Linked DNA regions of Sus scrofa: region 1 is linked to region 2. Evidence: chromatin contacts called from public Hi-C data. All regions are on one chromosome and are shown on one strand. Each heading gives the region's core, a stretch centred on a gene start, on an enhancer-like site or on the middle of the called end of the contact. The rest is flanking DNA. Distances are from core to core; before and after follow the strand shown. Region 1 holds the start of BTBD2 (BTB/POZ domain-containing protein 2). Region 2 overlaps MOB3A (MOB kinase activator 3A).

Region 1 (5,121 bases), core at 596-3,095, 43 kb after region 2:
ATTAAAAAATTTTTTTAATATATATATATATGATTTTTTTTAGGGCCACACCCGAGGCATGTGGAAGTTCCTGGGCTAGGGGTCGAATTGGAGATGCAGCTGCCAGCCTGCACCACAGCCACAGCAACACCAGATTCAAGACGCATCTGCAGCCTACACCACAGTTTATGGCAATGCCAAATCCTTAACCCACTGAGTGAGGCCAGGGCTCCAACTAGCATCCTTATGGATACTAGTTGGATTCATTTCCACTATGCTACAACAGGAAATCCTCTCTATTTTTTATATATTACTTTTATTTATTTAATTTTTATGGCCACACTCACAGCATGTCAAAGTTCTCGGGTCAGGGATTGAATTTGAGCTGCAGCTGCTGCAGCACCAGATCCTTTAACCCACTGTGCTGGGCTGCGGGGATCTGAGCTGCTGCAGTCGGATTCATAACCCACTGTGTCACAGTGGGAACTCCTATATATTACTTTTTTTTTTTTTTTTTTTTAGCTATTTCTTGAGCCGCTCCCGCAGCATATGGAGGTTCCCAGGCTAGGGGTCCAATCGGAGCTGTAGCCACCAGCCTACGCCAGAGCCACAGCAACGCAGGATCCGAGCCACGTCTGCGACCTACACCACAGCTCACGGCAACGCTGGATCGTTAACCCACTGAGCAAGGGCAGGGACCGAACCCGCAACCTCATGGTTCCTAGTCGGATTCGTTAACCACTGCGCCACAACGGGAACTCCCCCTATATATTACTTTTAAAGTGAAACAAAGATCTTTGAAAAAAAAATCAGGTTTGAGATGGCTTTGCGCATGGTTATAATGTTGTACGATTTGGCCTTCTGTTCATTTCTCACCCCAAAGGGCAGAGGCAGTGGGCTGGCAAGGTGGGAGTGTCTAAAATCCAGGGGCTAAGGCTGATAGTGGAAGTCTATCGTAGGGGTGGGGCTAATGCCAAGGAGCTAGGAGGGCTGATGACATCCACAGAGCTGAGTTCCCAGGTGAAGGGGTTTGGCTTTCATGGGGAGCACCTGGAGGGCTTTAAGCAGCGGCTCCCAAAGACCTGGTTTAAGTTGGGAGGAGGCTAGATTCTAAAAAGAGTAAGGAAGGTTGGGTTGTTGGGGCTGGTGGTTGTCAGGGAGCAAGCTGGGCAGTTTTAGACGACAGTGGTAGTGGAATGGGGCCTGGACTGCCACAGAATTCTCCGGAACAGTGCAAAATGAAAACATGGGGGCGCCCCCCACCCTGAAAAAAACCCCATGCAGCCCAGTGTTAAAAATTTACTTCCCTGAGGTGAGAGCAGAGCCGGTCCTCGAGGGGACCCAGGAAAAGGGAGACGATTCAAGGTCTGCTTTGGAGGTAAGAACCGGCCAGGATTCGGGCTGAAACTGGACACTGAGGAGGAATGTCTTGCCTGTGGCTTTGCGGGCGGTCCATGGGCCACCGCCCAAATGAAGAAATCCCTTCTCCACGGGAAGGACCAGGCTTTGAGAATCCTGAGGTCTCCCAACCCTTTTATTTTTTTTCTGCCCTGCCCGGCATGCAGATGTTTCCAGGCCAGGGATCGAACCTGTGCCACGGCAATGACCCGAGCCACAGCAATGACAACGCCAAATCCTTAACCTGCTGAGCCACCAGGGAACTCCATCCCAGTCACTTTTTAGACGCTTAATTTTCCCCTTCCTTCCCCTTCGCCCCCTCCCCCCCCCCCTTGCCCCTCCTCTCCGGTCTCTCCCCCTCCCCTCCCTTCCCCCCTTGCCCCCTCCTCCCCCCCCTTGCCCCACCCCCTCCGCTCTACCCCCCCTCCCCCGCCCCCTCCCTCCCCGCCCCGCCCCGCCCGGCGCCGCACCGACAAGATGGCGGCGGGTGGGAGCGGCGGGCGCGCGTCGTGCCCGCCGGGGGTCGGCCCGGGAGCGGGGGGCGGCCCGGGGCCCAGCGCCAACGCCGCCCCGGCTCCCGGCAACGCGGCGGCCGCCGCCGCCGCTCCGGCCCCCGCCGCCCCCGGGCCGCCGCCGCCGGTGTCGGGGCCGGGCGCGCAGGCCGCGGCGGGCGGGGAGCGGGCGGCCGAGGAGCCGGGGGCGGCCGCGCTGCTGCGCGAGCCCGTCTACAACTGGCAGGCCACCAAGCCCACGGTGAAGGAGCGCTTCGCCTTCCTCTTCAACAACGAGGTGCTCTGCGACGTGCACTTCCTGGTGGGCAAGGGGCTCGGCGCGCAGCGCATCCCGGCGCACAGGTGGGCCGCTGTCCCGGGACCGCCGTCCCGAACCCTCCGCCCCCGCCCCTGCCATCCCGAACCCCGCTACCCCTGGGATCCACCAACCCCCTGGACCTACCGTCCCCGAACCCTGCCACCCCTGGGACCTACCCCCGGCCCCCAACCCCGCCATCCCCAGGACCCATCTTCCCTGGATCGGGGACCCGCCATTCGCGGAACCCTGCTGGCTCAGGGACCTGCCCTCCCCGGACATCCAGTGTCTCTAGGACCCTTTCGTCCCCAGTACCCATCATCCTCAGGCCCCATCCTTCCTCGGCCCTACCAGGCGCCCATCCACCCCGTATTTCCAGATACTAGCCATATTCTGGTCCTGAGACCCTCTGCCTTTTCATTCTCATCAGTGACTCCTGGCTCTGCGACCCCTGACCCCACCACCTTGGCCAGGATCTCCCAGACCAAGGGACCTTTTCCACCCCTGGCGTTCCTGGGACCTTTCAACCCCTGCCAGGCTCTCCAGGCCCTGCTGTCCCAGCTTGGCCAGCCTGAGGACCCCAGACACAGCCACCTCCCTCCACATCCTCCATCATGACCTCCTCCCCCTGACTTCCCCATCCTTTTTGGGGCTAGACCCCCAGAGCCTCATCAGACCTCCAGCTCATGAACCCAAGACCCCCAGACTCCTGAGCCACAGAACCTGCAGTGACCCCCCATCTCGGTGCTGCCCTCAGCTCCCTGACCCCTTACCCCCAAGGCCTCTTCTCCAGAGGCGGGAGTTCTGGGTCCAGGCCCCATCCCTCTGCCAGTCTCTAGGATGCGGCCCCCAGGCCCTTAGGTGGGGTGGGGCTGATGTCAGACACTGCCCTGCCCACTGCTGGTTCCTCTGGCCCTGCTCTCTGGGTAGCGGGGAGGCGCTGAGGGGGTTCTGTTAGGGGAGGGGTTAGGGGGATTCTCCTCATTCTGCTTGGAGTGTCCCCCAGCCTGCTGTGAGGGTCCTCTCTACCTTTCTGATGTGTGGCTTTTGTTTAGCCTGTGCCTCTGAAATCCTTCTTTCTGGTTTTTCTTGGTTATTAATGAACAACTGGGTCTAAATTCCTGTCCAAGGAAGGTTCCAGGCCCGTGGTTGGGTCCTCAGGACCATGTGTGTGTTGCAGCCCCCCCCCCCACCGAAAACTCAGAGCTGGAGGTGGTGGATGTGCTGCCTTTGAGCCCCCAGCCTCCCTCGCACCGTTCCTACCCCACATTCCTGCTCTGTGGGCGTCCTCCATTGAAGGTGCTAGTTCTTTTTCTTTTTAGCCTTTCAGTGATTATTTCATATGCATTGTTGAAATTTTACCTCCAGTGGTCAGTGGTCGGGTAGATGACTGCCCCATGAGTGACCCTGGCCCTTGCTGAGCCTCAGTTTCCCCCCGTGACTGGGGACTGAGCCCTGGGACCCCTCCTTCCCGGGACCACTGGGAGGATGGACCCTGTGCTGATCACAGTGGCCCAGGGCTCGTCCTCTGTACGGGCTGGCTTAAAATACAGGGGGGTCATGAGCCAGAGTCTAAAATGAACACCCAAGACCCTCACTGATGGAACAGAGGTGGAGAGAGGACAAGCTTCCTTCTGGAGAGTTCCTCTGGACCTCATTCCCACCTCCAATCCTGGGTGGGCCCAATCTGGGGGCTTGCTTGTAAAGAGAAGACTAGAACCCAACCTAGAGGAAATTGGGCAGATGCCATCTTCGCCAGATGGTCAAGGTCAATTTCACAGTGATATCCTGGGGGTGACAGAGCCCCCCCCTCAGCAGAAATTGATGAGAAGGGCACGTCACCTTAGCGTGTTTTTTCCTAAACCTGTAACCCCAGTGTCTTGGGTTGAATGGTGCCTCCTCCCCAAAATGTGTGCCCACGTCCTGACACCCAGAACCTGTGAGTGGGAGCTGATTTGGAAAAAGGGTCTTTGCAGGTGTGATTAAGAGTTGCAAGAGATCATTCTGGATTATCTGAATGGGTCCTAAATCCAACGTTGAGTGTCCTTAGAGGGACACTCTGAGGAGAGATGGAGGGAAGACAGTCACATGACAGTGGGGCCAGAGGCTGCAGGGACACAGCCACAAGCCCAGGGTGCCTAGGGGCCACCAGAAACTGGAAGAGGCAGGAAGGATCCTCCCCTGGAGCCTGGGGTGGGGAGCTCGGCCCTGTGACACTCTGATCACCCTGATCTTGGACATGTGGCCTCAGGAACGTGAGAGAATAAATTCTTCTTGTTTCAAGTCACCCAATTTGCAGTGATTTGTTAGAACAGCCCCAGGAAACCAGTACAGCCAGTCCTCTCAGAAAATACCAGATAAACCCAGCTTGGGGACATCCTGCAGAACTCAGGCCAGTCCTCAAGATGGTCCTGGAAGGGGCCTGAGGACACAGCTAAACACCGCTTTCCTGAAAGAATGAACGGCCTGGGGCAGAAAGGAGGAAAGGCGGACCTGGTAACTGGGGAACAAGGCCTGAGGTCCCTCACACCTGGCAGAGCGGGGAGGGGCTTGTGCTGACTTCCTGGAAGGGTGTGGGGTCCAGACCCACCATCTCCCAGGACCCTGGATTGGGGTGGTCTTGGGCTGGGGTCAGGGGGGCTGTGAACTCTGCATGGTGCACGGTGACCGGTGACCTGGGCACGGGAGACAGGAGGGCTGGAGTCGGCCTGGCTTGTGTGACTTCAAAGGGCCTGGGCCGAACACACTCAGGCCTCAATCAGACCACCGCCCATTCTGCTTAGCTTTGCAGCTCCCACCTCCTTGCCCTACACTCTTTTCCCTTCTAACTTTCCCTGGCTGTCGTTGGCTTTATGTGTGACTGTGTGGCTATGAGCAGGGCTTTGCCTCCCCGTCCTGCATTTCATGTGCCCAGGAGAAAGCCTGGCGTCTACACTT
Region 2 (5,262 bases), core at 2,571-5,070:
AGCTCGGAAATGCTGGGATGATCCAGGGCTAGGCGGGATCTGGGTGTATGGCTCTACCCCTGGGGAGACTAGGTCATCACTTTCAGTCCCCATTCACAGTTTCCTCCTGGGTCCCCAGGTGAGCCTGCTTTTTGGTATTTGTTTTAAATGAAGTATAGTTGATTTATAGTCTTGTATTAGTTTCAGACATGCAAAAAAGTGATTCAGTTATACACTCATATATGTCTCTTTTTCATAATCTTTTTCACTTATAGGTTATTACAAAATATTGATATAGTTCCCTGTGCTATACAGATCCTTGTTGTTTATTTTATACATAGTAGTGTGTTTCTGTTAATCCTCCACTCCCTTTTTTTTTTTTTTTTGTCTTTTTTAGGGCCACACCCTTGGCATATGGAGGTTCCTAGGCTAGGAGTTGAATCGGAGCCGTAGCTGCCAGCCTACACCACAGCCACAGCAGCATAGGATCCAAGATGCATCTGCAACCTACACTACAGCTCACGGCAAGGCAAGATCATTAACCCACTGAGCGGGGCCAGGGATCAAACCTGTGTCCTCATACATACTAGTTGGGTGTGTTAACCACTGAGCCACAATGGAAATTCCTAATCCTACACTCCTAATTTATCCCTCCATCCCCTTTCCCCCTTAATAATCATAAGTTTGCTTTCTATGTCTGCGGATCTGTTTTATAAATACATTCTTTTGTTTCATTTTTTTATTTTTTATTTTTTATTTTATTTTTGTCTTTTTTAGGGCCACAGCCACAGCACATGGAAGTTCCCAGGCTAGGGGTCAAATCGGAGCTGCACCTGCTGGCTTGTGCCACAACCACAGCAACACTGGAACTTAAACACATCTAAGACCTATACCACAGCTCACAGCCACACTAGATCCCCTGCCCACTGAGAGAGGCCAGGAATCAAACCCTCATCCTCATGGATACTAGTCAGATTCATTTCCACTGCACCACAACAGGAACTCCCAGTTTCATTTTTTTTAGATTCCGCATATAAGTGGTATCATATGGCATTTATCTTTCTCTTTCTGACTTACTTCAGTTAGTATGATAATCTTTAGTTGCATCCATATTGCTTCAGATGGCATTATTTCGTTATTTTTTATGGCTGAGTAATATTCCATTACACACACACACACACACACACACTCACCCCACATCTTTATCCATTCATCCGTCAATGGACATTTAAGTTGCTTCCATGTCTTGGCTGTTGTGAATAGTGCTGCTGTGAACATTGGGGTGCATGTACCTTTTTGAATTAGACTTTTCTACCACTCCAGGAGTGGGATTGTAGGATCACGTGGTAACTCTGTTTTTGGTTTTTTAAGGAACTGCCAGACTGTTCTCCATAGTGACTGCACCAGGTTACATTCCATGTGGGGCTGTTTTTCCTGGATTTGTCTGTTACTTTGGGTCCTTGCAAAAGTCTATTCTTTTCCAACTTCGAAAAATCTCTAAAAAATGTCTTCACATAACTGTCATATTCCCTTGCAGGCTCTGCCTGTCAGCAAAGGTTTTTGCAGAGTTAAAGTCATGGTACACATGCTTCGTGGTGCAGTGGGGTGTTTTGGAGCCAGGGGCAGGGTGACACCGTGGTGGAGGTGGATGCTGCTCTACCACGGTTCATTTTATGTGAATCTCACCAACTACTAGAGACCATGGTGTACAGTTTTGTGATGGGTTCACTGTTTTTGAGCTTAGTGTCATATCCCATGGCCATTTCTCCCACAACGATGCTCAGAGTTCATTCTAAAGACAGACTGGTCTTTAACAGGAAGGGTCTGTGTTGCTGTCTGTTTGTATTTTGTAAGGTTTGCCCCTTGAGCCTGCGCCCCCGCAATTTCCCTTGCATGCAATTTCCTGATGTCCATACCTGATGTTCTGCTTCTTCCTAACAGAAAGAAATGACTGCACGGATGTGCCACTGAGAGGCCCTCAGCCCCATGTCACTGAGGCCACTACTGGAGAGCCACGTCTCCGGAACAGGGACCAGTGTCTCCTAGCCCAGAGCTCTATGCCACAGGGTGGCTTCCTCTGTTTGATCGAGAGGTACAGCAACTGTGGGCCTGCACAGACCCCAGTCTCCTGGCCCTGCTGGGGAGATTGAACTTGAATTCCATAGTTCTGTGTGCTGTGAGCAGCCAGGAAAACCCACTTTGTTTGTAAACCACTTGCATTTTCCAGGACACGACCCCACCCAGCCCTGTCTCCTTTGGGCTGGGCCTGGGGGATGCTTGGCCTAGGGGGTTGCTCGACCTAAGCCGGTGCTCAGCCTGTGGGGTGCTGGGCCCAGTGAGGCCAAGGCTGGAATCTGATCCCGCAGTGAGCACCCTACCCGCTTGCATCCTTCCCAGACCACTTCTGTCCCTAGTTCCTCCGGGATTCGTCCCAAGCCCACGCACACATCCCAGGTTTCCTGTGGCCCCTTTGCATTGCATAAAAGATTGAGTTCTTACACTTTCATTTACCACTGCCATGAGATGTTATGGGAAGAAAGTTTCTTACATACAGATAAGTGAGCTCCCCACCCCCTGCCCCCAAGAGAAACATCCCCTGTCAAGAATAACAGGCTGCTGCTCTCTGGGTTTGGGGCCTTTGAATTTCCCTGAATGTTTGGAGTCACCTCTCGTCAGACACCTGCCAGCATCCCATCAAAACCCTGTGCGTGTGACCCTCTGTAGCTCCGGAACCAAACCTCCCCATTGCACCTGAGGGCGTGGGGCCGCATCTGGTATCCGGGCACTTGCAGGGGAGAAGGGCGCCAACGCCAATACCGCACAAGTGCAATTACCACGACCTGGCCTTGGTCCTTCCAGAAGCCACCAGGTCCGACTCCTCAGGAGACAGCCTGAATGTAGCTCCTTTTCAGTGCAGAACTGCGACCAAATGCCATAACCACTGTGCCCCCCAGGCCACTGGCCAGGTCGGAAAGGCGGCGGGGCTGTGGGCAGGGGTCCCATGTACCCGCCCCCACGCCCGTGGATGTTCCCACACGAACATCGGAATAAATCATACCGTCTCCTCCCCTGCGGCTGCTGGGTGTCATTTCTGTTTTCCTGGCAGGGGGGCCCGGCTTAGGGGCATGTCACCATCTTTGTCACCAGGAGTCCTCGCAAGGGTTTGTGACCCGTCAAAGTGCCCCAGATAGGGGAGCAGACGCGGACAGGATATTGGTACGATTAGACCTCACGGGTGCAGGGCAGGCATGGAGCACAAGTGTCTGGAAGGCAGGTTGAGAAGGTGCCCACTTCCCTCTCATTTCTGCTTTGTCTGCGATGCTTTCAGCACTTACCAAGCATGATATTAACCACCGCCTCTTTGCTACACAGAGATTCCAAAAAACTTTGAACAGAGTGCAGAAAAATAGATTTGAGAGAAAATAGACAGAGGGGTGTTTTCTGTCTCTGCCAAGTCCTAGGGAACCTGTGACCTTGGACACAGGGCGAGTTCACTCCAGGACATTTATACGTGAAAACTTACTCTCAGGAGTCCCTTGGAGGCAGCTTAGGGCCTGTGCTCGCTCGAGGCGGGTATGGAGCTTCCCGCCCCTAGAGGGCGCGCCGTCTCTGTTGGAGGGAAAGAGAGTCTTGGAGCGAAGATCCTTGGAGACAACCTTCTAAACTAACCGCTGTTTCCTGACCCCTTGATTTTGCAAACACACCGCAGAGACTTCCAGGACCAGATTAAAGTTTGGAGAGATGTTGTTATTTGAAACAACAGCCTTAAAGATGTCCCAGTTCTGGACCTGGGACCTCTGGTTGTGTCGCCTCACATAGCAGAAGGGACTTTGCAGGTGGGGTTAAGTGAAGGCCCCTGAGATGGCGATGACCTTGAATTCCCTGGGGGCCCAGTGTCATCACAAGGTCCTCATAAAGAGGGAGGCGGGAGATGCCACCTGCTGTCTGTAAGGATGGAGGAAGGGGCCAGGGATGTGGTGCCTCCAGAAGCTGGAAAAGGAGGAACTGATTCTCCCCTAGAGCCTCTGGAAGGACCAGACCTGCCTGCACCTAGTTTTAGCCCCACAGGCCTATTTTGGACTTATCTCCAGAACTTAGAATAAATTTGTATTATTTAATTACTTGAGTTTGTGGTGACCTGTTAGAGCTGCCACAGGGAATTCATACACCGTGTATAAGGAAATAACTCGCACACAGAACGCCTAGGCCCACTAGCGGGCTGCCCAGAAGGCAAGAATTTGGGGACGGCCTCCAGGCATCTCCTCCTGCCACGGGCCTGAGAACCACTTGTCCCAACAGGACAGTTCACCATAAAAGTTGTTCGACCAGGAGAGGTAGCCAGGGGCAAGCGCTTGTGTTGGGAAGTCTGGTCAGACAGGCAGAGGTGGAAGGAACCCACTTGGCCCTGTTCCCTCCTGGCCAACACAGGAGGGGCTGCTGTTGAGAAACAGCTGTGGATTCCATCATTCCAGTGGATGCGACAAAGATGGCAGCCACTGGTGAACTGGGACGTTCCCAAGAAGTCAGGACCTGCTCAGGAGGGCTGTCTTGGAAGGTCAGGAGCCCCTGTTACTGGAAGTTTCCAATGTCCTAGACTCACGCTGTTCAGTGTGGCAGCCACCAACCAGCTGTGGCTGTTTAAATTCTAATTAAAGATAAGGATCCAGCATTGCCGTGAGCTGTGGTGTAGGTCGCAGACAAGGCTCGGATCCCATGGTGCTGTGGCTCTGGTGTAGGCTGGTGGCTGCAGCTCCGCTTAGACCCCTAGCCTGGGAACCTCCATATGCTGCAGGTGCGGCCCTAGAAAAGGCAAAAAGACAAAAAATAAAAATAAATTCTAATTGAAGATTAAAATGATAAAGTCCTCATTCCCTGGGTCGCACTAGCACTTGTCAGTGGTGTCTCTACAGCCACCCATTTCTACCATGTCAGTCAGCACTGCTGCTTCTAGAAGCAGTTTGTAAGTTGGCACGAAGATCACGGTGAAGATGAATTTGAATCCTTTCCAGTTCATAAAAATAGTGGAATCTGGAAATTGATAACTGGTTCTCATCTTGACCCCCAAAAGTAGAGGCCATGTGGGGGTCACAGAAAGGGGGAGTTGGCCCTGGGGAAAAATGGGGGATTTGAAAAAGCCCAAAGAGACCTGTCTCTGTGTTGAGAAGCATGCATTTTATGATTGCCCCCTAACTTAATGAAGCCCCTCTTTGTTGCCATTATTTTATAGCCACGACACCCTGTTTGCATGAGCAGTCTTCCCCATCTCCCCTCAGCCCCTGACAA

What was found. Hi-C and Micro-C count contacts between places; a contact is called where the count stands out from the background.
Region 1: a contact with region 2 is called in a Hi-C map of skeletal muscle, with 6 times the contacts expected there. The contact joins the promoter of BTBD2 here to the enhancer-like site in region 2. A contact is called at or near these places in 3 of 5 promoter capture datasets (liver and skeletal muscle), 25 of 47 Hi-C or Micro-C datasets (adipose tissue, alveolar macrophages, blood and 14 more) and 2 of 2 datasets of contacts at active chromatin or transcription factors (alveolar macrophages and skeletal muscle).

What each region holds. Positions count from the first base shown.
Region 1 is chr2:76,536,693-76,541,813 of Sscrofa11.1, forward strand. It overlaps BTBD2 (BTB/POZ domain-containing protein 2), which reads left to right and starts at 1,846. Exons shown (of 9, transcript XM_021084208.1): 1 at 1,846-2,231. The coding sequence starts at 1,855.
Region 2 is chr2:76,491,966-76,497,227 of Sscrofa11.1, forward strand. MOB3A (MOB kinase activator 3A) reads left to right here. Exons shown (of 5, transcript XM_021084201.1): 5 at 1,921-3,050. The coding sequence ends at 1,950. Among named protein-coding and RNA genes, the nearest start is that of MKNK2, 16 kb to the right of the region's middle. Within about 2 kb of position 3,821, at least 3 of the 83 cell types and tissues checked have an H3K27ac peak or open chromatin away from gene starts, as enhancers often do. A contact at or near this core is called in alveolar macrophages and skeletal muscle, where this site is marked.